Regions from separate parts of the Mus musculus genome. Here all the other regions are linked to region 5. Evidence: chromatin contacts called from public ChIA-PET, HiChIP or PLAC-seq and promoter capture Hi-C data. All regions are on one chromosome and are shown on one strand. Each heading gives the region's core, a stretch centred on a gene start, on an enhancer-like site or on the middle of the called end of the contact. The rest is flanking DNA. Distances are from core to core; before and after follow the strand shown. Region 1 holds the start of Lrch1 (leucine-rich repeats and calponin homology (CH) domain containing 1). Region 2 overlaps Tsc22d1 (TSC22 domain family, member 1). Region 3 overlaps Tsc22d1 (TSC22 domain family, member 1). Region 4 holds the start of Lrrc63 (leucine rich repeat containing 63). Region 5 holds the start of Tpt1 (tumor protein, translationally-controlled 1). Region 6 holds the start of Rubcnl (RUN and cysteine rich domain containing beclin 1 interacting protein like). Region 7 overlaps Lcp1 (lymphocyte cytosolic protein 1).

Region 1 (3,989 bases), core at 997-3,496, 900 kb before region 5:
TTTGCCGCTGCTGCTCCAAAATAGTAACTGTTTTAGGGTGGAGAATTAGCATGAAGCCTCTTACTTTTGACTACTTAAGGATTTTAGGAGCATTAAAATATATGTAACACTCCTAATGCCTGGACACCTGCACACCCCACCGCACACAGAGAGAACAGGAAGGAAGGACCCTTTCCACACAGTGTCAACTCACAGAGGCGGTAACTGAAAGATGAACACCTCCCTCCACTACTTTTAAAGCAATGGTATTCTCAAAGACATGCCAGCACAGCACACATGCCAACTCTACCCAACCTTGGGAGGAATCATGAGTAATACTGAAGTGTTGGAATAACTCTAAGCCTGCTACTGAATAGCGCGAACACGTTAGCATGGGGCATTCTGATTCTCCATTCTGCAGTACACAGCCATTCTAACTATGGCAGATGGGAAGGAAAACATGGGGTGACTTTTTAAGGTTAATGATTCAGGCGACTCTTAGAATAACTTCTACTTGAGAAGCTGTAACTATGAGGTCCTATCAAGAGCCTCTCCAGCTGTTGAAAACTGAGTTCTGGAATTTCCCCTCTGCTTACCCATTCCTGACAATCCTTAAACCCAAATATCACCGTTTAATGACTCCAGAGGAGTGCTTCTAGCCTCCAATGGACTCAGAACTCCATCTAAATTTTCAATTGGTCTCCTGATTAAATGTTTATGGAATTAACCAGAAACCTAGCCTCCGAAAGCCACAGCTGGCTCCCCTGCCCCGCCCCCTAGTCTTCCTTTATAAGTAGCTGAAGGACCCCATCTGAAAGCCAAGCCATTCAGAAGCCTAAGAGACCTGATGCAAGTCGGAAGAGACAACGACAGTCGTGAGGTCTAGGCAATGGCACAAAAGTGGGGCACCCACTGCCCTGGGAAACGCTAGGCGCTCGCTGGGGTACAAATCGTCCCGCAAAGAACAGAACAGGATATGGTCGGAAACTTAAGTCAGATCTGCACGGATTCCCAAGGCCCCAACCCTCTTCCACCACCCTCCTTCCTGTTTATGGGTCCACTCCCACAACTCCGACTACTAAAGGGAAAGCAGACATCTCCAAAATATGTCAACACATGACACAACTTGAAGAAGCAGGCTGCTCTGTGGCGCGGGTTACAACTTGCCGGGCTCACACTGGCAAACAGGCTCACTTTAATTACTTTTCATTTACTATGCCACGCTTCCCCTCCAGGGCCCCCGCAAAGACCGGGGTTAGTGAGAACCGGGGAGCCCCGGTGGAGGGAACCAAAATGTGTGGGCGGAGAGCCAGACACCAGCCTCTGCTCGCACAGGCGCAGAACCAAGGTTGGCACCGCCTCTCTGGCTGCAGCAAGCCACGGTCGCGCGGCGCGGAGGCCGGGGCCCCGACACTACGCGGAGAGGACAGGGCTAGCCGACGGCCGGCCACCTTTGTCTGGCCTTCCCCACCCACCAGGACGCAGAATGCTTCCATGTAGAGGTCCACGACTTGGTTCGTGTTCTGGACTTGCTCGCGGTCGCCCGAGATGCCCCCACTTCCCGCGCGCCAGGAACAGCTCCTAGGCGCATCCCTGCGCTCCTGCACCACGGTCGCAGGTCGCCGGGGCCAGGAGGACCACCGTGCCCGCTACAACCACCGTGCTCGTTGCAGAACCCGCTCCTGCCGAGCCAATCTAGTAACACATTCGGGCCCGGCGGGAAGGAGCGACAGCCCGGCTCGCACACGCGTGGCCAGCCCCGGCCTTGTCTCACCTGCCCGAACCGTGTCCGAGAGGTCATGTCCCGGGGCCGTAGTCCTGGGAAACTCCTTCAGCTTCCTGGCGCTCAGGTTCAAGCCCCCAGAGTTGGCCGCCTCCTCCAGCGCGCGCTCCAAACCACGGTTCAAGGGCAGGTTGAAGCCGGTGCCGCCGGTGCCTCCGTGGTGCTGGTGGTGTTGGTGGTGTTGGTGGTGCTGGTGGAGATGCGGGTGCAGGGCGGTTACCGAGAGAGCGGGCGCGAAAGCTTGGGGTTCGCTTCCCGGCGTCGCCATCTTCTCCCGGTCCCCCGCCCCGCCGCTCCTGCGCGGGGTCACAGGTTTCCCCGGCGGTCCCGAGTCCCCGCAGCGCTCCCTCGAAAGCCGCGGGACTGCGGGAGGGGCGGCAAGCGGCGCAGAGGTGGAGGCAGCAGTTCGATCGCCAAGGTTTCCAGCCGGGGGAGCCAAGGGCTGCGGCGGCGGCAGCGACGGCAGCGGTGGCGCGCCTGTGTCTGCTCGTGCTCGCGCCCCCGCCCGCCGCTCCTCCTCCGCAGCTTGTTGGCGCTCCACCCCCGAAGCTGGCTGGAACTGGATGCACATTCTGGGTGACTTTCTCTCCAGCCCGACCCCTTGTAGTTTACACATCTGCGGGCCAGGGTATTTTGTCGGTTTCGTTTTTGTCTTCTGGGATTTTTTTTAAGCCGTTTATGAAAACCCAGGCGAGGCGGGAGACAAGATTTGGAATACAAGGTCACAGGGAGGAGAGTGGTTCTGGTTGATTGATCCAGAGTTGCCCCCAAAAGCAGTTTTTCCACTGTGGGTTTACCCTCACGGACGCCCCCTGGCATTTAGGTGCTTACCATACAAAATCTCTCACTAAATCCAGGAAATCTGTGAGTGGAAAAATTGCTTCCTTCAGCGAGAGGAAGTTAAAGCGAGCCGCGATCACCCCTGCAGAATTCGAACACGCAGCCCACAGTCACCAAAATTTTGCACCTTCACTACAGACCACAGGAACAAGAAAGACTTCAGGGCAAATAGACAAATCTATAGAGGAAGGGCTTTGAGAAAGGGTAATTTTTATGATAAAATACCCAAATTATTACTCCAAGCGTTAGAACGCCAAAGACCTAGTGATCACAAAGGTCATATCTTAAACCTAAGCCTAGGTACTATGAAATGTTCCGGGTGCGCCACCTTCTTATTCATGTGAGGCATGGGAACTGAACTGTCTGATTGCAAACAAATCTTCTGCCATGGGTTGACCTACAGTGGGCGCCTGAGCCAGGCCTTGCACCCCATGGAAGAGCCAGAGGACCTGTGTCACCTAAAGCCACCCAGCTGGAAGACTGATAAAGCCTCCATTCCCTTCCCACACCTTAACAGCCTGGGACCCAAAGCTTGATAGTCTCTATGGAGTGACTCGGCTTGGAGAAATGAGGCTGGAGTGAAGTATGGACATGATACAACTTTATCATACATACTACAGTAATGCAGATCTGTGATAGTCTAGGCAGCCGCGTGGACCTAATGACTTCTTGGGCTCAGCACTAAGTATGACATGATCTATGTCACTTGCATGGACTTCGCTACAGGGCTACCCCTTAATTCCTGAGATTCCAGGCTGAGAGCAAATCCTACTTATTCCGGAAGAAACAGGCGCCACCTAGTGGTGTGCCGCCCTCACCCCCCACCACCTTCCTCCTCTCTGGCTCCACTTCCTTCAAGTCTCTATGATTTCATAAACTGTGCCTTAAGCTTAGTTTTGTTTTCACCCTGTTCTGTAGGCGGTCTCTTCGATCTGTTGCTTCCTTTGTGGTGTAGAAGCATTTTCATTTCATTCAATCTTGCTTGACAGTTTTTGTAATCATTTCCTGTGAGCTTAGGGCTCTTTTCAGAGAATCCTTCCCAATTCCTGCATCATGGAGGGTTTTTTCCTGTTTTCCTTTGACCATTTAAGGTTTTTGAGTGTTATATTAAGTGCTTTGATCCATTTTGAATTGATCTTTGGGCAGGGCAAGATACAGAGATCCAGTTTAATTCTTCCACATGCAGAATCTAGCTTTCCCAGCGCGATGTGCCAGAGACCTTCTTTTCTCTGGTGTGTGCTTTGGGTACCTAGTGAGGTAGCCTTAGGTGCAGCTGCACTGATTCATTCCTGAATCTTCTGCTCCTTTGAGTTACGTGGTTTTGTGGCAACACCATGCTGTGTTTCTTCCTGCAGTTCTGTGATACTTAGAATCTTCTATTGCCATT
Region 2 (3,940 bases), core at 183-2,682, 610 kb after region 5:
CACACCTCTTCTCTCAGTGTCTTTTCTCATCAGCCTCTACCCCGGATGGGCATCACCCTGCCTCAGCCGCTCCCATGGCCTTTGCTCTTCATGCCTGCCTCCTGCTTAAACCCAATTTTAAAAAAGTGTTTATTTTTGTACAATGACAAGCCCCATGATTTGGCCTTCCAGCTGGCTTGCTTAAGACACGATGTCTTACTCCCTCTTGTCATAGGGGATTTCTGTGACTGGGAGGTCCCCTACTCCCCTTTTAGAGCTCAGCTACATTTCCTCATGTTAGAAGTACCTTTGGTTTGTCATCATATGTACCATCCAGTTCTCCTTAACCCCCATCCTTTGTGGATGGGCTCCTCCGTTGGGATTTTTCTCTATTTAAAAGTACATATTCTGTGTACTGCCCGACTTCCTGAGGCCCATGATGTTGTCGGTCTTATCATTGCTTCTCATTGTATCTAATATATCTAATACACTTAGCTTGAAGGTAGTTTAAAAGTGTGTGTGTGTGTGTGTGTGTGAGAGAGAGAGAGAGAGAGAGAGAGAGAGAGAGAGAGCGCTTGTCTATATGTACACCATGAATATGTAGTTAACTTGTGGAGTCCAGAAGAGGGCTTCAGATCCCTAGGGCCTGGAGTGACAGGTGGTTGTGAACTGCCCCTGTGGGTGCTGGGAACTGGGTTGTCTCCAAGGACAGCAAGTGCTCTTCACCATTGGGCCATCTCTCCAGCTTGAAAGAATTCTCTTTTAAAATGGAAGTAACCAGAGCCGTGACTCCCCTAAGCTCCTTCATTTCTCTAGTTAGTGATAAAAGCAGTATCAGTGGGTTTTTGTTGTTGTTGTTTTTTAAGTGTGTGCATGCTTTGTGTGTGTGTGTGTGTGTGTGTGTGTGTGTGTGTGTGTGTGTGATCTGAATGTTTTCCCTTTCAGGCTTGGTGGCACCTCAAGAAAGGGATTGGCACTTTTCCATTTTTCATGTGTTCGAAAGCTGAAGAAAGTGGACTTGTGGGGAAGTGCCCAGAGTAGGCTTGGCGGGCTTGGCGGCAGTGTGGGAACAGGAAACTGGGATGGCTGTTCCTGAAAAGCCTTGTGCATTCAGGGGGAGCTTGGGAATGCCACAAACCTGCCTAGATTCTGTCCATGCCTCTCACTGCCTCATTTCTGTTTGCAGGGCGCCACTCCTGCCCCCCCCACCCCCCCCACCCCCCCCCCCGGGGTGAGAGAGGCCTTTTGATTGTTCCTGCAGAAGTGGGGAGTACTGGGCAGCGTCATCAGCTCTTACCTTTGTAGTGTTCCTAAACTTAACTCTTTGGCGCCTTTATATTATAGGAGGGCCTTCTTGCTAGGAAACTGTGCGATAAACCGTTGGTAGTCTCACATTTATGTAGCCTTTGGGATAAATGTATCATTCCAGCCTCTTGGCAGTCATTAGGAGTGAGTCATGGTTTTGAAATCATCTACATTGTAGGTCTTTGTTGTTCTTCTTGCTTGAATTGTCTTACCCAGTGGGGATGTTTTGTGACAGTTGTGAGTTTAATGTGTGGGCCACCCCTCACAACTGACGAATGCCAAAATACATATCTAGAGCACAAACTATTCCAAGTAATAACAGCGCCTGCGGGGTGCCCCCTGCAGAGCACAGAGCAGGCTGGAGTCTAGTACTCTGCCGCGCTCAGGCACTGGCAAGTTTATTTTGGGAAAAGATGATCTCTAGAATTGGTTAACAGGACCCTGGGCCTCTCCAGCTTGCTTGACAACTTTGAAGTATTTTTTTTTTCTTCTTGATAAAGTTAGAGATGTGTTTATTTTTGCGCTGAAGAAAACTTCCGTGCAAAATAGCTTATTACATGTTTCCTAAAATTTCTAATCCTAAAAGCAGTAACTTTTCCCTAAGTACTTGTAACGGAAACATCATAAGTGGATACTTCCCCAAATATGAAGTTCACCATCTGAGCGTTCTGTCAGTGGCAAATAAGCTTGGCTTATTTTCCCCCATGGAAAATGTGATTGTAATACTATCAGACTTATTTTTTCATCAGTACTTTAAACGATCATAATAACAGTCCTGTGGAGATAATGTAGTTTTAAAACACTGCTTGGTTCCCACTTCCCGTATCCCGTATGTGCTAATAACAACTAGCAATCCCTTCCTGGATGTTGGGGATCTAGCCGATACAATGTATGCACATTTTCTAATGTATGCACATTTTCTAATTAGCATCCCTTTCCAATCGGGTCAGCGCCCTGCCCTAGTAGGTGGATTAGGTGGGTGGTACATCAGCTTCCGGTTTAGATTGTCCTCTCCCCACTCAGCTGAAAAGGTCAGGTCACTGCAAAGATTGTGTCCCCTGAATTGTGTAGCTTGGGAACTCTACTAAAAATGAATGGGTTCATATACATTTAAACTGAAATTTCCAGTGGAAAGCTAGGTGCTATTATTGGCTCCACTTTGGGTATCACCTTCAGGTTTTCAGAGAACCAGATTTGTATCCTGGATTGATTTTTATTATTATTATTATTATTACTTTTCTCTGTGAGTCAAGAGTTTTGCCCCCCACTCCTTTTTTTTAAATGCTCACCACTCATCCTGTGCAGATGTGAGGTCTTTCCCACGTCATTCTGACGTCTCAGTACAACGCACCAAATAACGATGGGTGATTTTTCTAAACACCCATCCCTGTTTAACAGGCTTTAATGAAAAGTTTTTCTGAATGAATCTAAGGTGAGTTTGATTTAGCACTCATGGCTTTGGTAGCTCAGTTCACACAGTTGAGCAGTCCTAGGAGGTGGCACATTGCCTCAGGGATCTGAGGCTTTAACATCGCCTGGCTTGTGCCTCTGCTTCCCAGGGATCTTACCGCGTGAATTTTCTCTGCTCTGACTTCAGTTTTCCCTTGCTCCCAATTTGAAAATTATAAGTGTCTGTCATTTTAAGAAACTCCTAGCCTGGTGAGAGCACAGTGGCTTACGGCGCCTGCCAGCAAGCCTGAAGACCCGAGTTCGATCCCTGGAGCACACACATGGTAGGAGAGACAGTGCCTGGAAGTTGCCCTCTGACCTTCAAATACAAACACAAATAAAGGTTAAAAACATTTTTTTGTTTGTTTAAAAGAAATAAAAGCCTAATATAAATGAGTTTATAAAGAGAAATTAAATTTCTCCTTTCAGCTTTTTGAGCATGCAAGTGGGTTTTTAAGTTACTCCTTCCACGTGTTCAATGCAAATCACTGCGTGATACAGATATGTTCAAGCCTCTATCCATAAAGCTTTTCCACAAGATGTTCGAGGAGCAACTACCCCCATGAACTCTCGAAACCTTTTCTTTACAGAGAGGGTAGATTCAGGGTGCTGTTAAGATTTGTGCCACGTGAGAGAAAGGCCTGTAGCCTATCTTTATTAACTAATTTATTTATTTATTTTATGTGCATTTTGGCCTTGCCCCCGTGTATGTTTGTGTGGGTCCTGCCCCCCTGGAATTGTAGTTATAGGCAGATGTGAGCTGCCGTGTGGATGCTGGGAATTAAACCGAAGTCCTCTGAAAAAGCAACCAGTGCTCACTACTGCTGAGCCATCTTTCCCACCCCCTTAGCCTGTCTTTTAATTCACACATTGTTTTTCAAGTTATTGATAGTAAGTGACTGGTGGTGAACTGTAGGAGAGAGAAAGGGGAATTTTCAACTCCACCCTCTGACTAAAATGTCCCAAGGATTCCTTTGTTTAAAGGTCTTCCATATGCACATGCACAAATCTGTGTACGTAGCCCACTGATGGGCTCCTGGGCACAGGTCACACTTCGGCTTCTCAGTAACTTGCATCTCTCAGTGAATCAGGGTAATTCTCTAGATTCGCTTTCTAAGGTTATCAGAGAATTGCCTTTTGGTTAAAGTAGAAGTCCTACACATACAGTGTATATTTAAAAGGAGGAATTTGTTACTGAGTTTATATC
Region 3 (3,858 bases), core at 1,191-3,690, 630 kb after region 5:
CTTTCTCCCTCCTCCCCTCCTCTTTCCCTCCTCCCTTCTTTACTTCCCTCCTCCCTCCTCTCTCTCCTCCTTCCTCCCTCCTCTGTCCTCCCTCCTATTCTCCCTCTTCATGTCTTCCTTCCCACCCTCCTTTCCTCCTAATCTTTTCTCCTCCCTCCTTCCCTGTTAGATTTTCTCCTCCCCAAGTCTTCCTTCATTCCTAAATCCTTTTGCTGTTTACCACTAGTTTTCCTCTCGCCATACAAACACATTTCAAGGCCTGCGGAAACTCTCACTGAATCTCTCTGAGGTCTAGGGTTGGGTAGATATGGTCAACAGAGGTCATAACGGTTAACTCGGAAAGCCCCATGACAATCTCCTGTGCCCCTTAACCCTTTGAAATGGGGTAAATACCTCTACCATGTATCATGGCATTTTTTTACTCTTTCTGTCATAGTGTGTCACCATAAATAAATTAGGCTGCTTCCCCTTTAAGTAGAAACTGCCTCGAGGGTCAGATGGAACTTGAGAACTTTCATCTGAAGCACTTGTTGGTCCCCCAGGAGTGTCAGTTGGACCTGGTGTGGGGAGCGGGGGCAAAGGCAGGCTTGGAGGACGGCCACCATTGTATACATGAAGCCTGTACTGTGATCTAGAGATAAGAGCGTTGTGAGTACTAACTGTGGCTCTAGTAAGGGATGAACTGGCTCCCCACCCCCACTCCCCCACACACTGGTTTTTACCTGGGGAGGCAGTTGGCTGCTGTCCTCTTGGAGGTTGGCATTAAGTCCAGTTCAGCCATTTTGTTTTCTTTTTCTTAGTTAGGAAATCTTTTTTTTTTTTAATTATCTATTTATTTTGTTGTAGCTTATCAAAAGACCCTCACTCACAAAGACCACAGAAATTGCCATCGTTGCAAAACGCATGAGGAATTTACTTATCCAACAGGTTGGGGAACCCCCTCTCAGCACGCAGGCTGGAGGAGAGACCCAGAACAAAGAAAGGACACACTTTTTATAACTCTGTAAGGGCCAGATATAGGCACCAGTTTAGTCTGGCTTATTTTAATTGGTGTAGCCAATAACCTTTTTAGATACTGGTTGGTTTGTGGAGGGTGACTCTCATTTTGTCTGTCCTTGAGGTTTTTAGTATGAGGCGGGACAAAGGAATTGTTAATCTTGTTTTGGAAGCTTAGTAATTTTGACCGTTAAAACTATGTTTCTATATTTGTTTAGTCAGCCAGCTTTTTTATCTGACTCTGTACTTGGCCTGCTAGTACAGTTTGGAAAGTCCTTTTGAAGGGGGAAGGTACTGGGTAGTCTTGAATTTATTTTGGATATTACAATTTCATATATATGAGTACACTGTAGCTGTATAAATGGTTGTGATCCTTCATATGGCTGTTGGGAATTGAAATTTTAGGTCAACCCCACTTGCTCTGGTTGCTATGGCCCAAAGACTTATTATTTATTATTATACATAAGTACACTGTAGCTGTCTTCAGACACACCAGAAGAGGGTGTCAGATCTTATTGTGGGTGGTTGTGAGCCACCATGTAGTTGCTGAGATTTGAACTCAGGATCTTCAGAAGAGCAGTCAGTGCTCTTACCCACTGAGCCATCTCGCCAGCCCTAGTTAGGAAATCTTAAGAGCTACTTTAAAAATACTTGGAGGACTGGATGGCGATGGTGACAAGAGGAGTCTTTTGCTTCAGTTGGCAGATAAATTACATGAGATTCTTTCTAAAGCCTAGCGTGACGGTACAAGGTCATGAGCAAGTCCAGCAGCTTGGAAGCAGGGGCAGGGGGATAGGGAGATGTGAACAGTTTGTTCTCCATAGAGTTCCCAACCAGCAAGTGCCATCCAGTGAGACCTTCCCTCCCTCTTTCCTCCTCCTCTCCCTCCCTCCCTTTCTCCCCTCCCCCCCTTTTTTTGTTAAAGGCAGGCTCTCTCACTGTCTAGCTCTCCTTGCTATGTAGACCAGGCTGGCCTCAAATTACAGAGCTCCACCTGCCTCTAAACCCCTAGCACTTTGACTAAAGGTGTGTGCTACCACACCCAGAGTAAGACTTTAGAAAGAAAGAAAGGAAGGAAGGAAGGGAGGGAGGGAGGGAGGGAGGGAGGGAGGGAGGGAGGGAGAGAGAGAGAGAGAGAGAGAGAGAGAGAGAGAGAGAGAGAGAGAGAAAGAGAAAGAGAAAGAGAAAGAGAAAGAGAGAAAAGAAATTGAGTTGAATAGCACAGTTAGCTCTTAACTTTGATACCAGAGCTTAAACCATTTTGAATTATTAATACCATACTCGGAGGGTAACTGTGGCTCCTCATGTTTTCGTTCTTAAGACCCGGTGCTTAGATGTTTGCTGTGTGTGTGTGGGTAAGAGGGAAAGAGACACAGATATACCATTGTATGCCATTGGTGCTGAGGGGCTGAGGGGCTGAAGGGCCGGACAGGAAGGTGGGGGGAGACTCTGACTCAGCATGAGGAATGCTGACTCATCCTGAGGAATGCTGGCTCACAACGGGAGAGAGAAGCCTTTCTCTGGAGATTTGGAGATAGTCAGTTTTCCAGTTTCCTTCAGATGGAATTGTAGAGCAGAAAAAAAAAGTAATGATCTCCCTGCTTCTCGCCTACAAGTTTTGTTTTGTTGTTTGTGAAGAACAAAACAGAACAAAGGAAAACACTTCGCCAAAAGATGGAATCCTTATCTGAAAAAAAAGACGTTTGGAACAGATTCTCCATTTTTGTCTCTGTAGCTTTTGTCCATCCTGTCCAGGTTTAATAACTAAATCCTTGGAAGCAGGAAGTACATTAGCACTGTTCTAAGAGTTTGTCAGTCCCTTAGGCCGTAGGATTATTTCCTCCCCAAGGTGGACACGCAGACTGTTATAGGAACCCGGAAAGGACCAGACCCAGGGCCATCGGAAGCTCTGTGGATCGCACTGAGCCACATTCACAAGGAGTTTCTGTAACCTGGCAGCCCATGTTCTCACAAGAGCCACGGCTAACCCTCAGCGTCAAAGGAGGCTGTGTTTCCCCAAAGGCTACTGCTTTCTGAAAAATCCATGACTGCAGCAGGTACTCGGAAAAAGTCAATGGTTTTTTCTGTCTTTTATTCGCTATTTTAGACCAGGCTCTTTTGTGGCAGTTTGTTATCAAGAAGTAATGAGTAGATTCTTCTGAGAGTTTGGACTCATTGCAGTCTAATTATGAAATAGTAAAGATTGTATAGGAATTCTCCTTCATAGGGTAAAATTGGTCCAGTGGTGCTGTTGGTGGGCAGTGGAGTTGCCGTGTTGTGTTCATTAAGCATAGGTGGTGGCTATTGTAACTAAGAGGGGATGAGACCCCAAGTTTATTCCACTATCTACGGGAGCAATTCTGCTCATGTCTAAAGAGAAACTTTAGTTTTGATTCCAAATGATTTCACTAAATAAAACATTAATAACAACCAGTTGAATGAATGCTAGTGGACCTCTCCACTAATATTTAATGTTTTAGAATGGATATGTTATCTTGATTACTGTTTTTTAATATCTAGTATATTTTAGTACATTTAGCTCGGAGGTTGTAATTCTGCATGTGTTCCACAAGGTGGCAGGCTTGTATGTTTGTAGGTTCCCTTTGGTTCCGTGCAGAGCAAGCTCGTGGTTATGCAGAAATCAAAGTTTTTCTGTTAAATGTTAACTGTTTTATATAGCAGAGCTTTACAGTTTAACTTTTATGATGGAATGCTCTCTGAGCCTCATCCCAGGCTTTCCTGGTGTCTTAAACGGTACAATGTAGTGTGGTTGTTATCAGGAAACCCTCTAGATAGCAGTGACTGCGTAGACTAAGGACTAAGATGGAGCAGTGAGGGGTGGAAGGGAAGGGATAGAGGCCC
Region 4 (4,075 bases), core at 1,337-3,836, 710 kb before region 5:
ATTCGGGGGTAATGGATAGATTGCTTTTTTACATCTTTGATAGGCATAGATGAAAGGATAACTTTAACATTATAAAAGTGGCTCATCTTTAAAAACTTTTTAAAAATGTGTAGGAGTGTTTTTGCCTACATGACATGATTGCCTAGTGCCTGCAGAGACCAGAAGAGAACACTGGATCTTCTGGAACTGTGAGGCACCAAGTAGCTGCTGGGAATCAAACCCTGGTCCTCTAAGAAGAGCCGCCAGTGCTTAACCACTGAACCATCTCTCTGGCCCCTATCCCACCTGACAGAAACTAGTGGAAGATGATGAGCAAGGTCTGGTTTTGTTGACTATTTCATCACCAGTTCCTACAGTGTGCTTAATAAACACAGTCAATCTTCATTATTTGTTTAGACTTAGCAAATGCTCAAGTACCCTACACTGAACTTCTAGGGAAAATTATAAGGTCAGGTTCCTTTAAGACTCTGTTCTCAACATTTTCATCAACCAATCCACATATAATCGTGTGGTTCTATGGTCTGCATTTAAGGACATACTATTTGAATAGATATGATGAAATATACTTTCCTAATATATAGAATATATCATTGGTTTGTTACTATAGACCTCACAGCCAAGCATACTGCACACATCAAGGAAGTTCGTCTGACATGATGTTCTCTGCTAAGCACATTACAGCTTTCTCTTGTTTAGACTGAGCTTCAACAATACACTTATGGATATCATAAACCAACAGATAAAAAAGAGGGGGCACAAAAAATTCAAAGAACCATGGAATTAAGTAGACCAGGAAAGGAACACGTGTTTATATTACAGGAGCTGAAACAGGAAGGCAGAGTCAATCCTGCGTCATCCAGGTGTGTACTGGGTTCATGCGTGTTGTGGAACTTGTATTTTCGCTTATCTAAACACACGTTCCCATGAACAGAAGAACTATTGATTTGGGGATTTTAGCAGTAAGTAAACTCATATTTGACAAGTCCACGAATGAGGATCAATCAATGAGCACACCTATAGAACTGATTCTTGGTTGTTGTCACCTTATGATAAACATTTTTCCGTATGGCTATTAGTAACTGTCTTTACTGAGATTGTAAATTAAGTAAAGCAAGGGATTTCTATGGAAAAAAAACACACCAAGGTTAATACACATATCTGTACATACCTGTATGTACTATACGAACTTTCTTTTTTAATAAAGGTACTTTAGGGAGCTTTGGAGGTAAGGGTCTTCGCAGAAGTAGTGGATGCTGCTGGGTTTTGAGTGAGCGATAAATGCTCTTTTTCATAGCTGCTGGTTAAGTGAGAACTGAACTTCCTGAGAACGAATCGTTACTGAAAAGAAGTGGTTATCACTTAGAAAATATCCTTACGGAAACCATTCTGAGTTGCTATGATACTGAGTTTAAGCAGGCTAGCATTGTAAGGAGGGGGGGGGGGGAAAGAGTAAAAAAAATCATTTAAAATTTATTTTTGAAGTACTTTTAAAATGGCATATTTTTAATACAGGCTTAAGCATGGAGCTTAAGAAAGACAGAGAGGCATTCAAAAAGTTTAACGTTTTCTTTCTGTACTGGATATTGAAACTCTGGTCTCATGCAAGGCCATATCACTGAGCCAAATCCCCCTGCTTTCCAATTTGCTTAAAATTAGAAGTTGGGAAATACATTTGTAAGCCCAACACTTGAAAGCCTGAGACAGGAGGGTCAGCCTGGGCTACACGGGGAAGGGTGGTTTCTTTTAAAAATTTAGATTAATAATTAATATAGATAAAACATATTCTATTATTAATCTAGACCTTGCTAACATTTCCCGTGTGAGTATGAAATTCAACCAGCCAACGCTATTTTCAGTCAGTAAATGGTGACCTCTCTCCCTGCAATATAGGCATTGGCATTTCATTCACTACCTCCCAAATATTATCAGTATAGACTTAGAAGGGATTTTGGAAAAAAAAAAAAAAAAGAAGGTAAAGGCCTCTGAAATCCCACAGTATCTAACCATACACAAACGGTTTTCTTGTATGGCGATGGCTTGTTTTAACTCTCAGCTGACTTAATTTGTCCATAATTATGCAACTCCAAAATAAGACAGGCTTTTTAATACAATGAGATGTTCCAGGATGGCGGGGAATCCCAGAGAATAGGGAAATAAGGACACCAGCTGTCCTCCGCCCCCCCCCCCACGCCCCACCGCCCAAAATAAGTCTTTGTTTTCAGGGCAACCTCAAAAGTGCCTGGCACAGTGCAGCTCCGCGGAATGCCCGGCAGGCAGGGAACCCTGGTGCGGTGCAGAAGAGCGGTTTACCCGCGAAAGGTAACTGCAGGCCAGCGCTCGCTCCTGATTTGTCGGCTGGTAGCGCGTGCCCGCCCGCCACAAGTTTCCTTTTCTAGTTGGTGGGGAGACCCCATCACCACCCCCCAGTCCCCAAGTGTCCAGCTCCTACGGACCCTGCCTTCAAGCACACAGACCAGATTTCCCACGTCCATCTCCTTTATCCCTGAGTCCTGGCTGCCAGTGACTGTCTAGCGAGGTCTCCAGTTAGGTCTAATTCCATGTTTGTGCTGGACGCAGCTCCTTTAGCAGCATCCCCAAGCCCTGCTACAGCCGAATTACGCTCATAGTAAGGACCACCAACTAGTCCCCGCCCCCCAACACTTCCCCACCCCCCCGCACCCGCACACCCCCCCCCCCCAGCTAGCCCGGTAAGAAGCGCAGGCGCACGAGGGTTGGGCACGTCGGGAACTAGGGGCGGGGCATTGAGCCCCGCCCATCTGCCCCGCCCACTCGATCCACCCACTGATTTCGCCACCTTAGGCCAGTGGCCCCTAATTCTGCTGCGGGCAGCGCAGGATGCCCGGAGGCTGAAGTGGTGGAGCCGGGAGGAGTGGCTCCACGTGTAGCTGTACGGAAGGCTGTGGTGACAATCGTTATTACTATTCTTACTCTTAAAACAGTGGCCACTATTATTTACTTACTTTTCTCCATGACTTGACACCGGTGTCTGGAGACTGGGTTGGCATTTTCTAATACGGCTACACTTTTGGGCAGCTGGCCACCGTTACTCATTTTGCAGTAAAACCCTTGTCTCCAAATCGCACGTTCTGTTTTCCTTCTTGTCTCTTGGGTGCAACCTGGTTTGTCTTTCTGTTTTTAAAGTTCTTGGTGGAAGTGGAACTGTGTGGGAACCGAGAGCTGTAAGGCAGTGAGTGGTTCCAAAGCTCTTTAAAAGGACACCCAGGTCTCACTGTCACGGTGGTTGGCTGTGATTACCGGTGTTGGTGCTGTCTCCATGTTCAGTGGTAGATATACCGCGCTTGTTTGCCTGTATGTGCTTGCTTCTCTGGAGATTTGAGAACGAAAACTGGAAAGAACCTATTACAGAGACGGGAAAATCCAACTGAGAATTCAAGTAAGGGGCACTTCCTTCCAGTCACCTCCCTTAAGTGTTTCTCTTCTTAAATAAGGGTGTGGGAATTTCAATAGCACCTTGGGAAATCAGAGACTTCTAGATTCGTTTACTAACCAAGTCTTCCTTTTTCTCCTAAGAGCAAGCATATATTTTGAACCAATGGGAAAATAATTAAAGATGAATCTGGGTAATGCTGTACAACTGTTGTCCTGTGGTGTGTTGGTTGGTGGTTTTGTTATGTAGATTACTTTGTTGTTTACTAGGTACCCTTTCCAAACCAGGGATTTTATTTCACTTTCGTCTGTGTTTGTTTTACATTGCTTGGTTTCCCTGAAAGACAGGAAGCAGACAGAAAGGCAAATCTGGTGGCCACGTTTGTCTCAAGTAATGTATATTGTTCATTATTTTGTAAACAGCAGAAATGTTTCTATTCTTAAGGATAAAGGTGTGGGCAGTCTATTCTTAAAAGCTGAGACCTACTGGAATTCAGTTTCAATGACAGATGTGTTTCAAATGTATGCTTAGCTTTGCATAGTCAAAAATCAAGGCAAGTGCATTTGTTAATTAAAAAAAAATGCTTTGTCATTCTTTGCAGGTTTCTTTTGGCAACTACCATGCCAGACCCAGGGCAGTTTAATATGTAACCTCAGCAGTTGTCAG
Region 5 (4,029 bases), core at 402-2,901:
GCATACATATCCCACATATTATTTATCACCTGTTAAGTATGTCAGCCTCTCACTCATCTTATTAAATTCACAGAAATTCCATTTCATACTAAAGCTCAAAGAGGGTGAACTTCCTGAGATCGTGGGACTGGTAACACAGACAAGATGCCAGCACTGCTTAGCTTCAAATCTTCAGCTCTCTTTCACCATGGTTTTGTTTTTTTTTTTGTTTTTTTTTTTTGTTTTTTTTTGTTTTTTAATTCTTCAATGAGCCGGACGGTGGTGGTGCACATCTTTAATCCCAGCACTTGGGAGGCAGAGGCAGGCGGATTTCTGAGTTCAAGGCCAGTCTGGTCTATAAAGTGAGTTCCAGGACAGCCAGGACTATACAGAGAAACCCTGTCTCGAAAAAACAAAAACAAAAAAAAATTTTTAATGATGTTAAAAAAATACATTTGGGCATAAAACTGGAGAAAATAACAGAAAAATCCAAAAAGAATATGTTTGGGGATCTATGTAAATGAGCATTTTTGAATAATTTGAAAATGAATACCTGGGATGTGCAAATAAGATTCACATAACTCAGAAATAACTGAGTTTTGAGACTGCTAAGTCATAGCCCCTCGGTTCTATGTCTACGTTTTCTGATGTCCTTCACTTTTTTACTGTTACCCCGTGTCCTTTAGAGTATCTAGGAAAGCAGCAGACCACCGCATCTTAAGTGGACGGTTTTTCTTCTGCTCTTTGGCTAGAGTTTTATTCCTGAATGGTTTACTCTGTGCTTGTAACACTTTGTTAGTGTGAACTGCCTTCTCCTTTGACATACTAACCTAACCTTCTGTCCGAGGGCAGGCAGGGCTGGCTATGTCCTTCTTAAGCGAGAAAATTGCAACACTAGGGTTACAACGGACTATAACCAAATCTGGAAGGGAAGAAACTGTGATTTCATCCTGCCATACATGTTTACCTGAACGGTGGGTCTCGGAAGTTGTATGTTGTACTTCGTGGTGGATGCGAAAGCCCTTCAAGTGACCCGGGCAAGTGGGAAGCTCCTTATTTTGGGTCTGTTTAGTCCTGCATCGCCAGGAATAAAAGGGATAAAAGTGACAATACAGAACTGTCCTAACAAAGGACACCGTTTGCGACCAAGAGCAGAACAGGCCAGCGAAGAGCTGTCCGGCCAGACCCACCGCAGGCTTTCACTTTCGGAACCCACTAGAGGACCAGTCCCCAGGACATCTCCCTCCGCGAGCAAAACCGGTGCAGTCTGTGGGCAGCCAAGGACCGGAGGTCGGAGACCCGGGACACCAGCCCGGCGCCATCCCCGTAGTCCCCGCAGGCTCAGCGGCGCGCCCGACAACAGTCATCCGATTCTGCTGACATTTTCTTTCCGAGAAAGGGGTGGGAACTGAAGCGGCGTGGCGGGAGGCGGGGCGCAGTCACACCCTGGCCACGCCCGGGCGGCGACTCAAGCGTCCGGCCATCGGTCGGCCGCAAGTCCCTTCCCGTCCCAGCATGCCCCGGGCGCACTATCCGCACACCGCCCCCGTTGCCCCGCGCACCCAGGGGCACTCCGCATTGTGTCCCAGCAGAGTCCCCGGATGCCCTCCCGGGGCCGGCCGGGCGTAGCCACGCCCCCGCACCGCCCTGCGTTCACGTCACCGCTGACGACAGTTCCGGGGGAGCCGCGGACGGTGACGTAGCCGAGCGTGCCCTCTATATGAGGTTGGGGAGCGCCCGCGTCGGCCTTTTCCGCCCGCTCCCCCCTCCCCCCGCGCGCCGCTCCGGCTGCACCGCGCTCGCTTCCGCGCTGTCAGGCTAGCGCCGCCGTCCCCAGCCGTCACCATGATCATCTACCGGGACCTCATCAGCCGTAAGTCCCGGCGCCCGCGGGCCTGGGTGCGGGTGGGCACCGGGGAGGCCGGGGACACGAGCGCAGAGCTTGGGCCGGGAGCCGCCGCGTGCGCCGAGCCCGGCGCGGGAAATGGCGGGCCTTCGCTCGCTCACGGGCGGCTCTCTCTGTTCGCTTTCAGATGACGAGCTGTTCTCCGACATCTACAAGATCCGGGAGATCGCGGACGGGCTGTGCCTGGAGGTGGAGGGCAAGGTGAGCGGGGCGCCGCGCGCGGGGAGGCTGGCCGCCTGCCTGCCGGGTCGGCCGAGCCGGGCCGGGCTGGGCTGGGCGCCGCGGGGAGGCCGCTGGAACTCGTGCAATCCTCGCTGCCGCCTCCAGGCGGAGGAGACGCTCTTGCGGACCTTGGGTTTTTCTAGAAAAGTGGAGGCGGAGCCGAGCCTGGAAATAGGTCCGCGAACTCAGCGCCATCCTCTTTCCGGGCGAACGGGGACATATTGTCTATAAGACAGGTTTGCGCTGTGCGCGCTTAACCCGTGGCGACTCGAGAGAGGCCACAGCAACTTGGTTCCGCTTGATGAGAGTGACCACCTCTCTCAGTCCGGGCAGCGACTATTTGGGGGGAGGTTAAGATGTTTCAGGGAGCTGACTGATCGTTGCCGGACCTTTTTTTTTTTTTCTCTTTTTTTCTTTTTTTTTTTTTTTTTTTGCCCCTTCGACTAAGTTGTATTGTCTTTTTGTTTTGTTTTGTTTTCTTCTAAATGTAGATGGTCAGTAGAACAGAGGGTGCCATCGATGACTCGCTCATCGGTGGAAATGCTTCCGCTGAAGGTCCGGAGGGCGAAGGTACCGAAAGCACAGTAGTCACCGGTGTTGACATTGTCATGAACCATCACTTACAAGAAACCAGCTTCACAAAAGAGGCTTACAAAAAGTACATCAAAGACTACATGAAATCGTAAGTGACATAAACACCCCGTTTTGGTGGTCAGCTTCCTAGAAGAAGTTGGTTGCTTAGGTAGGAAGGGCTTAAGAAAGGAGGGTCTTTTGTTATACAGTGAAGGTTGATTTTCAATAATGTGAGCAAGCCGGTAGAAAGTTACTTTAAAGGTAATATAGGAATTACATTCTTTTAAATGGTTTCTTGTCACCTAGTAAACTATCATTTTGCTAGAAGACATTACCTATTGGAGCTTATATTCTTACTTTACTGAAAGATTATTCAGTATTTTGATGACCTGTTACTTTACTGTTTTAGACTCAAAGGCAAACTTGAAGAGCAGAAACCAGAAAGAGTAAAGCCTTTTATGACTGGAGCTGCAGAGCAGATTAAGCACATCCTTGCTAATTTCAATAACTACCAGGTAAATGGACCAAAGGGTTGTATAATAACTGTGGGATCCGAAAAAGTCTGTTTGCTGTCTCGTACATGGCTCTGGCTGTCCTGGAACACCCTTAGACCCAGTTACCTCAGCCTTCTGAGATGAAAGTCTCAGCCCATTTTGTGTAGCACCACACCAGGCAAGGAGCTGGTATTAAAATGATAGGCATTGCTTTCTTTTCATTGAGACTGTTATCTGTAGACCAGACTAGCCTTGAACCCAGAGGTCTACCTGCCAGTGCCTCTTAATTGCTGGGATTAAAGGTGTGTGCCAACATGGCTAGCATATGTGTTATTTTTGAGAACTAGGGGTTTTTCTTGCCAAATTTTGGCCAGGGGTTATTCTGGATCTGCTTTTTATAGTTTGATTTTATATTTGTGTGTATAAGATAGTCTAATTGTAGGTTTTTGTTACGTGTTTCTTAAGTTTTTTATTGGTGAAAACATGAATCCAGATGGTATGGTTGCTCTCCTGGACTACCGTGAAGATGGTGTGACTCCATTCATGATTTTCTTTAAGGATGGCTTAGAGATGGAGAAATGTGTAAGTATCTTTAAATTAGTAGTGTCAAGACAGGGAGTGCAGCAGTGATTCTTTGCCATCTGCAGGTGGCAGGCCTTGTAGATTGTGAGATCTTTATCCTGTGGGAGAGTAGAGCCTTGAACATGAAAGGGGCTTGAAGATGAGATTAGCTGGCTTGCTAGAGTGCTCAGGGTCATGTGTGTAAGTAGTTTGACACTGGCCTGGGATAAACTCACGTAGAATGAGTGTGGTCTCTGCCCCACGGTAGTTCAAGTCCATTTCATATTACATGCA
Region 6 (4,034 bases), core at 1,288-3,787, 830 kb before region 5:
TACCACCTGGGTGACTCTTACACATTACCAAGTCCAGCCACAGCACAAGGTAACAACTTTGGCTATCTCTGGAACACAGCCTCTATGCTCTCAGAAAACACATCCAAGAAGACGTCACCTCAGTGATGCTGATCTCTTCTTAATCACCGCTAATTTCTTAGCTCCAGCTAACCAGTATCAATAGTCCCAGTAATGCCAAGGTTTTGCTTTAGTAGTTCTGGTATCTTGTTAATCATAGCTGATTCTTCAGCCCCAACTAGCCAGAACCACAGAATCTTCACAATCCAAAATAAGTATGGCCCTGAAAAGAGTCTTTAATGTTCCCTCTGAAATTTCACAAGCCAGGCCTCCAACGTCTGCACTGTTTTCAACATTTTCTTCCAACCTCCTACACAATGTCTGACAGAGCACTTAACACCGAATGGATCTTCTAGCCCAAAGTTCCAAAGTCCTTCCACAGTCCTCTCCAAAACATGGTCATGTTGTCACAGGAATACCCCACTATGCTGGTACCAATTTGTCTTAGTCAGGGTTTCTATTCCTGCACAAACATCATGACCAAGAAGCAAGTTGGGGAGGAAAGGGTTTATTCGGCTTACATTTCCATACTGCTGTTGATCACCAAAGGATGCAGGACTGGAACTCAAGCAGGTCAGAAAGCAGGAGCTGATGCAGAGGCCATGGAGGGATGTTTTTTACTGGCTTGCTCAGCCTGCTCTCTTATAGAACCAAGATTACCAGCCCAGAGATGGTCCCACCCACAAGGGGCCTTTCCCCCTTGATCACTAATTGAGAAAATGCCTTACAGTTGGATCTCGTGGAGGCATTTCCTCAACTGAAGCTCCTTTTTCTGTGATAACTCCAGCTGTGTCAAGTTGACACAAAACTAGCCAGTACAGATGGATTTCAATCGTGGGAGGTCAGAATGGCAGGTTCCATCCATCTGTTGGAGTGGGTGGTGGAGGCAAAGTCTTGTTCACATAGGAGCAGAGCAGGAAGCAGAAAGTTGTGGGATTGGGGCTGGGCTATAAACATGAAAGTCCCACTTTTAGTGACCTACTTCCACCAGCTCAGCTCTACTCCTAAAGGTTCCAGGGTCTCCCAAAATATCACCAGCTATTGGGGAACAATCTTAAAAACAAACAAACAAAACCTGTAGGGGACATCTCAGATTCAAACTTTCAGATTTCTTTATTATTTACTATATATAAGGAAGCCCAGTTCATATACTGTAGCTGTCTTCAGACACACCAGAAGAGGACATCAGATCTCATTACAGATGGCTGTGAGCCACCATGTGGTTGTGGGATTCGAACTCAGGACCTCTGAAAGAGCAGTCAGTGCTTTTAACTGATGAGCCATCTCTCCAGGCCCCAGATTCAAACTTTAATGTGCTCAGCATGACATTCACTGTAAGATTCTTTCTCCATGTCCTGTGCTCTGATTTCTCTCCTTTTAGATATTCCTGAATCAAGTTTCTCACATAGTCCCCTTTTCATAATTTGTCGGCTTATTTGATGCTTCATAGAAATTGGATATAAGGGCTGTCGAGAAGGTCCTGAGTTCAAATCCCAACAACCACATGGTGGCTCACAACCATCCGTAATGAGATCTGACACCCTCTTATGGAGTATCTGAGGATAGCTACAGTGTACTTATATATAATAAATAAATAAATCTTAAAAAAAAAGAAAGAAATTGGATATAAGATCTCCTGCCAGATACACCTACCTTAACAAGTCTGACTGTGCTATCTAGCTATGGGACCTCAGATGAGTTATACAACACTGTAAGCCACATATCCCTTAGCTTTGAAACAGATGATTTGTTTCCATCAGGGGTGGCTTCAAGGATACTTAAACAGAAAAGGAAGCAAGCTCAGCAGCCGAGCAACAGCATTAGCACTAACTTGCACTGTTTGTCTATTAACTTGTCTTGAAATAGTCTTGCCATGTAGCTTTTGTTGGCATCAAAGTTTCAATCCTTCTGCTTCCACACCAGCTCCTCTTTCTGACCTTTTAATGTCAGGTTTTCCCAGAGGGTGGTCAGATAACTCAGGATCTTTCCAGGTCTAACCCAGTGTAACCCCCAAGTAAACCGGCCACACGGGAAGGGGAAGACAATGATGGACAGCTAGTATTCAGCTGACTTTGTCTTATTGTTTTCTAACTTACTCCGAAGAGGCAACAACTAGTTAAGTTTAAACCATCCAAACTAGGATGCCCCAGGGACTGAAGGTGTTTCAGAGATGTTAAACAAATAATCCAAAATATCATTGTATTTGCTCCACGACCTGGACAAGTCAATGAACAAAACCAAGGGACCGTCAAAAGCGATGGAAGTAGGTTTTGAGAACGGAGCCCTGTAGGCGAAGCAGGGATCCATTTCCCAATTTTAGCAGAGATGACTTGGGATGCTGGAGCTGTGTGCAGGATTAAGAGTCCCAGTTCTTTCCCCAAAGAGCACCGTGCGCCACCTAGAGGAGCTGAGGGCAGTTGCACGTTCGAAGTCGAGAGAACTTCGGTTTCTATTGGTGAAAACTTTCTGTATTCGTTGGCAGCTTCTCTCTGCACCATCAGAACCTCGGAGCTGTTGGCACACGGAGGAGGTGATCCGAACCTGTCGCTGCCACGGGGCAAGGTGGCTATTTGGTGGATAAAACGGCCAGGAGGCGTAGGTAAGTCGCGGTCCCCGCGAGGTTCTCTGACTTGAGCTCCTACACATCCGAGTTGGGAGGTGGGGGGAGCCGCAGCTTGGGAGTTGGGGGCGGGGAGCTCATTTGTGCCAAGTTTGTTTTTCGTGTTTATTACACCCAGGGTTGGCGGGTCGGTGGCGTCCGAGGGCAGAGTGTGTCCGTGAGGCGTGGGTCTAAAGGCGCCCACTCGGGAGCGCGTCCCCGTGTCTCCGCGTTCTCGCAGTCTCAGGCTTCGCTTTCCCCGAGCTTTTCAGATCACGAGTGTCGCGGGCGGAGGGAAGCAAAGATAACTGGCGTCCCCGCAGCGTCCTGGCTGCATCCCTGTCCTAGCTGCCTGTCCTCAAGGCAGTGACCCCTGAAGGTGTCCTGAAGCAGCGCTGGCGAGCCCTACTGGCCTGCCTGCAGGAAGCAAGGCACAGTGCAGATGAGAAGCCCTGGGCTAGGGAGAGATGACTTAGGGTGACCCATGTTCCTGGAGGCGCTCAGGACAGTGTCATGGTTGCTTGGGAGCTGTGGGAAGTTGTCTCTGGAGAGAAGAGGACTTTTGCGGTGTGACTTTACAAAACAAGGGCCAGGAGAGGTAGCCAGGCATCCTCATTGCGGCAGGACAGAGACGAACCCAGGCGGTCCCCTGGCTCTTCTCAGTTCCTCAAAGGCATGAACCTTGAGAACCCCATCCTCATATCCAACTGCCCTGGACTTGTCAAGGTAGCTGAAAAACGTTTCGCCAATGTAAGCAAGCACACTCCACCTGAAGTCCGTCTACCTGCTGACCTGGAATTGAAGCAATTCCCTGACCCGGTGAGGGATTTGCCCGTGGAAGAGAGAATGCTTGAAAAGGGATATTACTCTAAATGAGAACGAAGGCTCAGAAAACAAAATCAAACAAACCAAAACCAAGCAAACAAAACAATATACCTCCCCATGTATTCTGGAGGTGCCCCTATGGCAAGTTACACTGCCAAGTGCTAGATCTTCAGTTGAAGTTGTGGTTCGAGAGAGCAAAGGTTTGGGGCCCAGTTAGTAAACTTGGGATTTCTTAGACAAGTCCCAAGTCCAAATAGTCGTCAAGGCACCTCCATGACCCCAGTTCCCTTGGTGAGAGGGGAGAACACAGGTTCCGTTCCCCTGAGAGTTAGAAAGATTAATGAACTGAAGGGACAGAGGTATCCTGGGAAAGCCTTACGTGTGGCCTTTACAAGAAAGTGACCAGCACTGTGGCCACAGCTCCTGTCTGCAGTGGCCAGCAGATGCTCCATGCAAGCTTGGTCTTTTCATAATTCCGTGTGGCAAGGGTCAAAGCACGTCTGTTTCTTCATTCCCCCCACCCCCAGCTCTC
Region 7 (4,323 bases), core at 1,715-4,214, 670 kb before region 5:
TGACAGCATCTCCGTTATTGTTGGGAGCGTGAGGACTCCAGGAAATGGGTGGATGACTGTTGTCTGAAGGGATCCAGCCTGTTGGAAGGACTGACCGCTTCCTGAAGGATTCACTACTCTTCTTTACAGGAAATGTTTAAATAATTGAACTCTCTAATTGGGTTAAAGAGATCCTGAACACGTGGGTGTTCTATAAGTAAAGGAATGAGTAAATAATATAGTAACCTTTCTCTATGGGCCCTGTGCTTAGAGAGATCGTTTTGTTTCGTTTATACAGATATGATCATCATTGAGAGAGTGGGAGAGGGATTGGTTTCAAATGGGGTGAGAGAGAGAGGGAGGTGGGATAGGCATGTTCGCCCATGAAAATCCCTTACAGTTTGTACATCACACCTCTTCCTTTGTTGTTTCACTGGAGATGAAGAATTTGTTTTTTCCCAGATGAAAGTATGTAGGCTCCTGGGTTTTGCTTTAAGCAACTAGAGTCAGACAAAAGAGTTCAGCCAGGAAGCTGACCTTCGCTCCCTATCTGTGATCAGAAGGGCTTAAGTAGCCCAGGGCCTGCAGAGAGAGACCCAGGGTGGGAAGCAGAATGCTCCTAGAGAGGAGGAAGTGGAAGGTGGCTTCTAGATTTCACTGTGACCTGTTGTCAGGTGATTTTCAGGGGGAGGAGACATTAAAAAAAATGTTGAGTAAAATGTCCTTATAAAGACAAAATCTATTTCTTTCCTGCCTGGTGATTTGCCACTGCAGTTACTTCCTGCCTTGTGACCACACAGCCCTGCTTGACAAGGCTGCTCTGTAGATCTGAAGGACTGGGGTTTCTGACCACACAGCAGTGCTGCTGACACAGAGGACAGTTTCTCTACCAGGTAAACGTGTTTCTCGTCCCTTTGCTCGCTGGAAGTGTTTGGGACCTGGCTGGGGCTCTGCTGCTGGGTGCTGTGGGTTTTGTCTAGAAGGGGCTAAGCACCTGTCTTCTCAGCCCTGTGTGTCTTGCCTCCCTCTAACAGAGACCAGCAGCCACCTGGGGTGGCTGGGGGTGTGGGGGGTGTGGTGGGGGGAAATATGGGGGGGGAGTTTTTTGGCTTAGTTCTTGCCAAGTTCTCTGCATTTATCATCCCCCACCCCAAAACCTGAGTTACTTTTCCCCATCTTTAAAGCCAAGCCATGTTTTGATACCTGTCAGTTGGACTATTTTAGGAAGGCTATTTACTCTCATTTGGTCAACTTTAAGATGTTTTCGGGAAAGAGCGTATTGATCATTTAGACTGTGCTGCTAGTAATTCTAATGGAGGTGGTTTAATTTTAGCTTCTGTGGTTGTTTTTCCTTTTTTTTTTAAATCTTCCTTAGAGTCAGTTGGTGGATATGTTAACATCTTAGGTCGTATGTTACCAAGGGTGGCCTGGCAGTGTGAGTGATTTTTGACAATGAGGTTTTTAATGCCCATGTTTTCTGACTACACAAAATATGAGAGGTCTTCTCCATTCAGTCTCCAAAAAACAAGAGCAATTGTGTTGCTGGCTTCTGCTACTTCTTGTAGGGCTGTCTGGATTATTTGTTAAGGCTGAAGGCCATGCAAATGAATGTCTCTACATTTTGGAGGAAAGGTCCTGTCTACACAGGGAATTCTTTTAAGCGACTGAAGCATATAGCCTCGAAGTATTGTACCATCTCTCAGCTTGTATTCATTTAGAACTGTCAGTCAAGCCCAGGACTGATGTTACATATACACTGTCCTGCACACATGGTGAAAACCTGTGTTTCTAACTGTTGGAAACCACTCTAGCAGGACAACTTAAAACCAAAATCAGAAGCAAGACAAACAAACAAACAAACAACAACAACAACAAAAAACCAAAACAAGAAAAAGAAAAAAAAAGTGATGACTTGTCAACACACACCTTGAGGTCAAATTTACCAAGAATTTACTGTAATTGGCTTCTATTAAATGAACTTTTTAAAAAAGGATGTCTGCATAGCTAAATTTAAATGGAATTCACCACTTTTTTCTATGAAGAGTGAATTTCTGGAAGTTTTGGTGTCTGGCCATTAATCTTTCTTTACTTGCAGTACTCATCTGCCTGGCTGGTTTCAAGGCAAAAAGTAAAACTAACCCAAAAAACAGTGGGGTCTCCGGAGGAGAGGCTTAAGGTCCAGAAAATACTAGGGGGAAAAAAAACGTACTCCAAAGATTTTCATCAGAGATAGTAATAAGAATGTAATTTAAAAAAAAATGCTGTGAAGGCTTGTCAACATTTCCCCCTTACATTTGGGAAGGAATAACACTGAATATGGCAGAGTTAGTGCCAACCACGTTTGGCTTGCTGAAGCATCCACCTGCCATGCCTGCCTACAGAGCACAGCGTCTTACTCATGGTAGCAGCACGAGGGAGGGAGGGCTCTTCCGGACCTCAGGTTCTACGGTGGCAGTTTGCAGTGGTCTCTGATGACATTTCGTTAGCAGTCCCTGTCTGGCAGGAGTGTTTTAAACTTCGTCTCCTTTGTATGTTGTACCTTGCAACAGTCAGGACTGTTAGATTAAAAAGGATCCCAGTGTTTTAACCTGATTGATACTTCTACCTCAGAACCGTTTGGAGAAGGGTGGCCCGCGCGTGTGTTTAAACTAGAACAGGAAGGGGACCTGTGCAGGGCCTCAGAGATGCGCATGCTCAGGCCGCTCAAATGTAGAACCCTGTACTGTATCGACCTGGGGGGCGGAGGGGGGGGGCGGAGTGGTAAGAAGGAAAATGTTAGTGTGTATTCTGGCTGTGCACGTCCAACTCTTTTTTTTTAGAATGTTTCATCTGAACTTAATCGAGTTTGTGGATATGGAATGTGTAAAGCTGGAGAGCCGACTGCCACCAATGCGGTTACTTTTAAGTGCTTAGTTTGTGTAACCACATGACTTCCTGGAATCCTCTCCAGTGCCTTGAGCTATCGGGAGTGAGCTGAAGTTACCTAAGGTCCAAGGGCACAAGGGTCAGGGTGGGGCAGGAGTTGGTCTGGATTTCGGGTGCCCCGGGACTGTGCTGGCTGCAGGGTCCGCCTTCCGTGGAGCATGCTGGGAGAAGCTATCATCCTGGAGACACATCGAAAAGCCTAATGTGTGTGTGTGTGTGTGTGTGTGTGTGTGTGTGTGAAGGAGAAGAGAGAGAGCAGAGACAGAGAGAGTGTGTGTGTACAGGTGTTCAAGACAGAGAAAGGAAAAAAATCGCCAGACACCCCAAAGGAGTTTGATATTCATAAATAGGTTCCTTGGCACATTTCATGTAACGGTGGGATGATTCATTAACAGTTTTGCTAAGAATTTTTGGTGCCTTCACGCATTTGCCTCAGCCCACTTCCTCAGCCTTCTTTCATGCCACTTCCTTCTTGTTGAACCTCTCCCCTCCCCCTCCCACGTCTTACCAACCCACGTTCTGGTTCTGGGCGCCGCGCTAGACCGCAAGCCACCAGAAAGTTCCATGCTGTTTCACTCTTTCTCGCTGTTTCTTCAATGATCTTCCCCCTGAATTGTCTGACTTTTCAAGGGCCTCTTGGAAAGGCAGGTCCTCAGCTTGCTTCCTCCACTGACTGAAGTTTGCCTAAGGCTTTGCCTTCAGGTCAGCGTTGCATCTTCTTAATATTTTCCCCCCTGTCCTGTCGCACATATAGAGCGGAGTTCCCTCTCTCCGCCGGCGCACAGGGCTGCTGAAGATATTGACTGGAATGAATAGTTGTCACTTTTTTTTTTTTTTTTAATGAATTCGTTACATAACAGGAAGGCCTCCGATTTCACTTCCTACTTTCATGCTCCCTGAGTCCTTGTGGCGACTGCTCTGAGGGGACACGTGGCAGTCATTGTCCTCAGAGCTTGCTCCCCTCCTTTTCCAAGGCTCCAGTCTTCATTTGAGCCTCACAGCGCCAAATGGACAACGGCTTCGGGAAATATAAGAAATGATACGGTAACTGTAGACTTCAGAAATAAATGACACCAGTCCATCATTGTATTTTAAATGCAGTTACAGGCATACTACCCAGCAATCCTTACATAAGCTGAATTCCCCAGATAGGCCTTTGTTTATGAAGTGAACGCAAGTACACATGTTAGGAACATTACTTAATCACTCTGTATTCTTAGAAAATTCTCAAGTCGCCTTTTCCTTTTTTTTTTTTTTTTTTCACCTGAGGACTGCAGGCCCCTCTGCACATATAGGGGATGTACCAATCAAATCTCAAAATAAAGCTAAATCAGAAAATTAAGAGATTTCCTCATTTAGCTCATGTTTGAGAAGAGCTGAAAAGCTTTATAAAGTCATTGGACTTTATGACTAATGGTA

Evidence for each region. Promoter capture Hi-C pulls out the DNA fragments that hold promoters and counts their contacts. ChIA-PET counts read pairs in DNA pulled down with a chosen protein or histone mark. HiChIP or PLAC-seq counts read pairs in DNA pulled down with a chosen protein or histone mark.
Region 1: an RNA polymerase II ChIA-PET map of memory CD8 T cells shows a contact between it and region 5, with 91 read pairs. The contact joins the promoter of Lrch1 here to the promoter of Tpt1 in region 5. A contact is called at or near these places in 3 of 115 datasets of contacts at active chromatin or transcription factors (embryonic stem cells, memory CD8 T cells and thymic regulatory T cells) and 1 of 9 other capture datasets (liver).
Region 2: a promoter capture Hi-C map of cranial neural crest shows a contact between it and region 5. The contact joins the enhancer-like site here to the promoter of Tpt1 in region 5. A contact is called at or near these places in 7 of 39 promoter capture datasets (the 3T3-L1 cell line, cranial neural crest, hippocampal neurons and 3 more), 4 of 115 datasets of contacts at active chromatin or transcription factors (astrocytes, embryonic forebrain, extraembryonic endoderm stem cells and 1 more) and 2 of 9 other capture datasets (liver and pancreatic islet).
Region 3: an H3K27ac HiChIP or PLAC-seq map of differentiating embryonic stem cells shows a contact between it and region 5, with 4 times the contacts expected there. The contact joins the enhancer-like site here to the promoter of Tpt1 in region 5. A contact is called at or near these places in 3 of 39 promoter capture datasets (embryonic stem cells, hippocampal neurons and pre-B cells), 1 of 484 Hi-C or Micro-C datasets (uterus), 9 of 115 datasets of contacts at active chromatin or transcription factors (astrocytes, differentiating embryonic stem cells, embryonic forebrain and 5 more) and 1 of 9 other capture datasets (liver).
Region 4: a contact with region 5 is called in an RNA polymerase II ChIA-PET map of memory CD8 T cells, with 11 read pairs. The contact joins the promoter of Lrrc63 here to the promoter of Tpt1 in region 5.
Region 6: an H3K27ac HiChIP or PLAC-seq map of microglia shows a contact between it and region 5, with 4 times the contacts expected there. The contact joins the promoter of Rubcnl here to the promoter of Tpt1 in region 5. A contact is called at or near these places in 1 of 39 promoter capture datasets (pre-B cells), 1 of 484 Hi-C or Micro-C datasets (B cells), 1 of 115 datasets of contacts at active chromatin or transcription factors (microglia) and 1 of 9 other capture datasets (liver).
Region 7: a contact with region 5 is called in an RNA polymerase II ChIA-PET map of memory CD8 T cells, with 169 read pairs. The contact joins the enhancer-like site here to the promoter of Tpt1 in region 5. A contact is called at or near these places in 8 of 484 Hi-C or Micro-C datasets (B cells, CD4 T cells, CD8 T cells and 5 more) and 4 of 115 datasets of contacts at active chromatin or transcription factors (Th17 cells, bone marrow-derived macrophages, memory CD8 T cells and 1 more).

What each region holds. Positions count from the first base shown.
Region 1 is chr14:74,945,631-74,949,619 of GRCm38.p6, forward strand. It overlaps Lrch1 (leucine-rich repeats and calponin homology (CH) domain containing 1), which reads right to left and starts at 2,247. Exons shown (of 19, transcript NM_001252132.1): 1 at 1,754-2,247. The coding sequence starts at 2,030.
Region 2 is chr14:76,453,844-76,457,783 of GRCm38.p6, forward strand. The region is part of intron 1 of Tsc22d1 (TSC22 domain family, member 1); the gene reads left to right. Among named protein-coding and RNA genes, the nearest start is that of Tsc22d1, 40 kb to the left of the region's middle. Within about 2 kb of position 1,433, at least 21 of the 459 cell types and tissues checked have an H3K27ac peak or open chromatin away from gene starts, as enhancers often do.
Region 3 is chr14:76,476,376-76,480,233 of GRCm38.p6, forward strand. The region is part of intron 1 of Tsc22d1 (TSC22 domain family, member 1); the gene reads left to right. Among named protein-coding and RNA genes, the nearest start is that of 4930444M15Rik, 43 kb to the right of the region's middle. Within about 2 kb of position 2,441, at least 96 of the 459 cell types and tissues checked have an H3K27ac peak or open chromatin away from gene starts, as enhancers often do. A contact at or near this core is called in astrocytes, differentiating embryonic stem cells, embryonic stem cells and 4 more, where this site is marked.
Region 4 is chr14:75,128,297-75,132,371 of GRCm38.p6, forward strand. Lrrc63 (leucine rich repeat containing 63) reads right to left here and starts at 2,587. Exons shown (of 10, transcript NM_027581.1): 1 at 2,475-2,587; 2 at 1,169-1,338. The coding sequence starts at 1,292. It also overlaps a transcript of Lcp1 not described here.
Region 5 is chr14:75,843,605-75,847,633 of GRCm38.p6, forward strand. Tpt1 (tumor protein, translationally-controlled 1) reads left to right here and starts at 1,652. Exons shown (of 6, transcript NM_009429.3): 1 at 1,652-1,852; 2 at 2,013-2,086; 3 at 2,599-2,789; 4 at 3,090-3,195; 5 at 3,640-3,756. The coding sequence starts at 1,825. Gm4285 (predicted gene 4285) reads right to left here and starts at 1,360. Exons shown (of 3, transcript NR_045294.1): 1 at 1,170-1,360; 2 at 947-1,053; 3 at 1-378.
Region 6 is chr14:75,013,490-75,017,523 of GRCm38.p6, forward strand. It overlaps Rubcnl (RUN and cysteine rich domain containing beclin 1 interacting protein like), which reads left to right and starts at 2,538. Exons shown (of 14, transcript NM_198642.2): 1 at 2,538-2,677.
Region 7 is chr14:75,176,062-75,180,384 of GRCm38.p6, forward strand. Lcp1 (lymphocyte cytosolic protein 1) reads left to right here. Exons shown (of 17, transcript NM_008879.4): 2 at 754-872. Among named protein-coding and RNA genes, the nearest start is that of Gm15628, 41 kb to the left of the region's middle. Within about 2 kb of position 2,965, at least 161 of the 459 cell types and tissues checked have an H3K27ac peak or open chromatin away from gene starts, as enhancers often do. A contact at or near this core is called in B cells, CD8 T cells, LSK cells and 7 more, where this site is marked.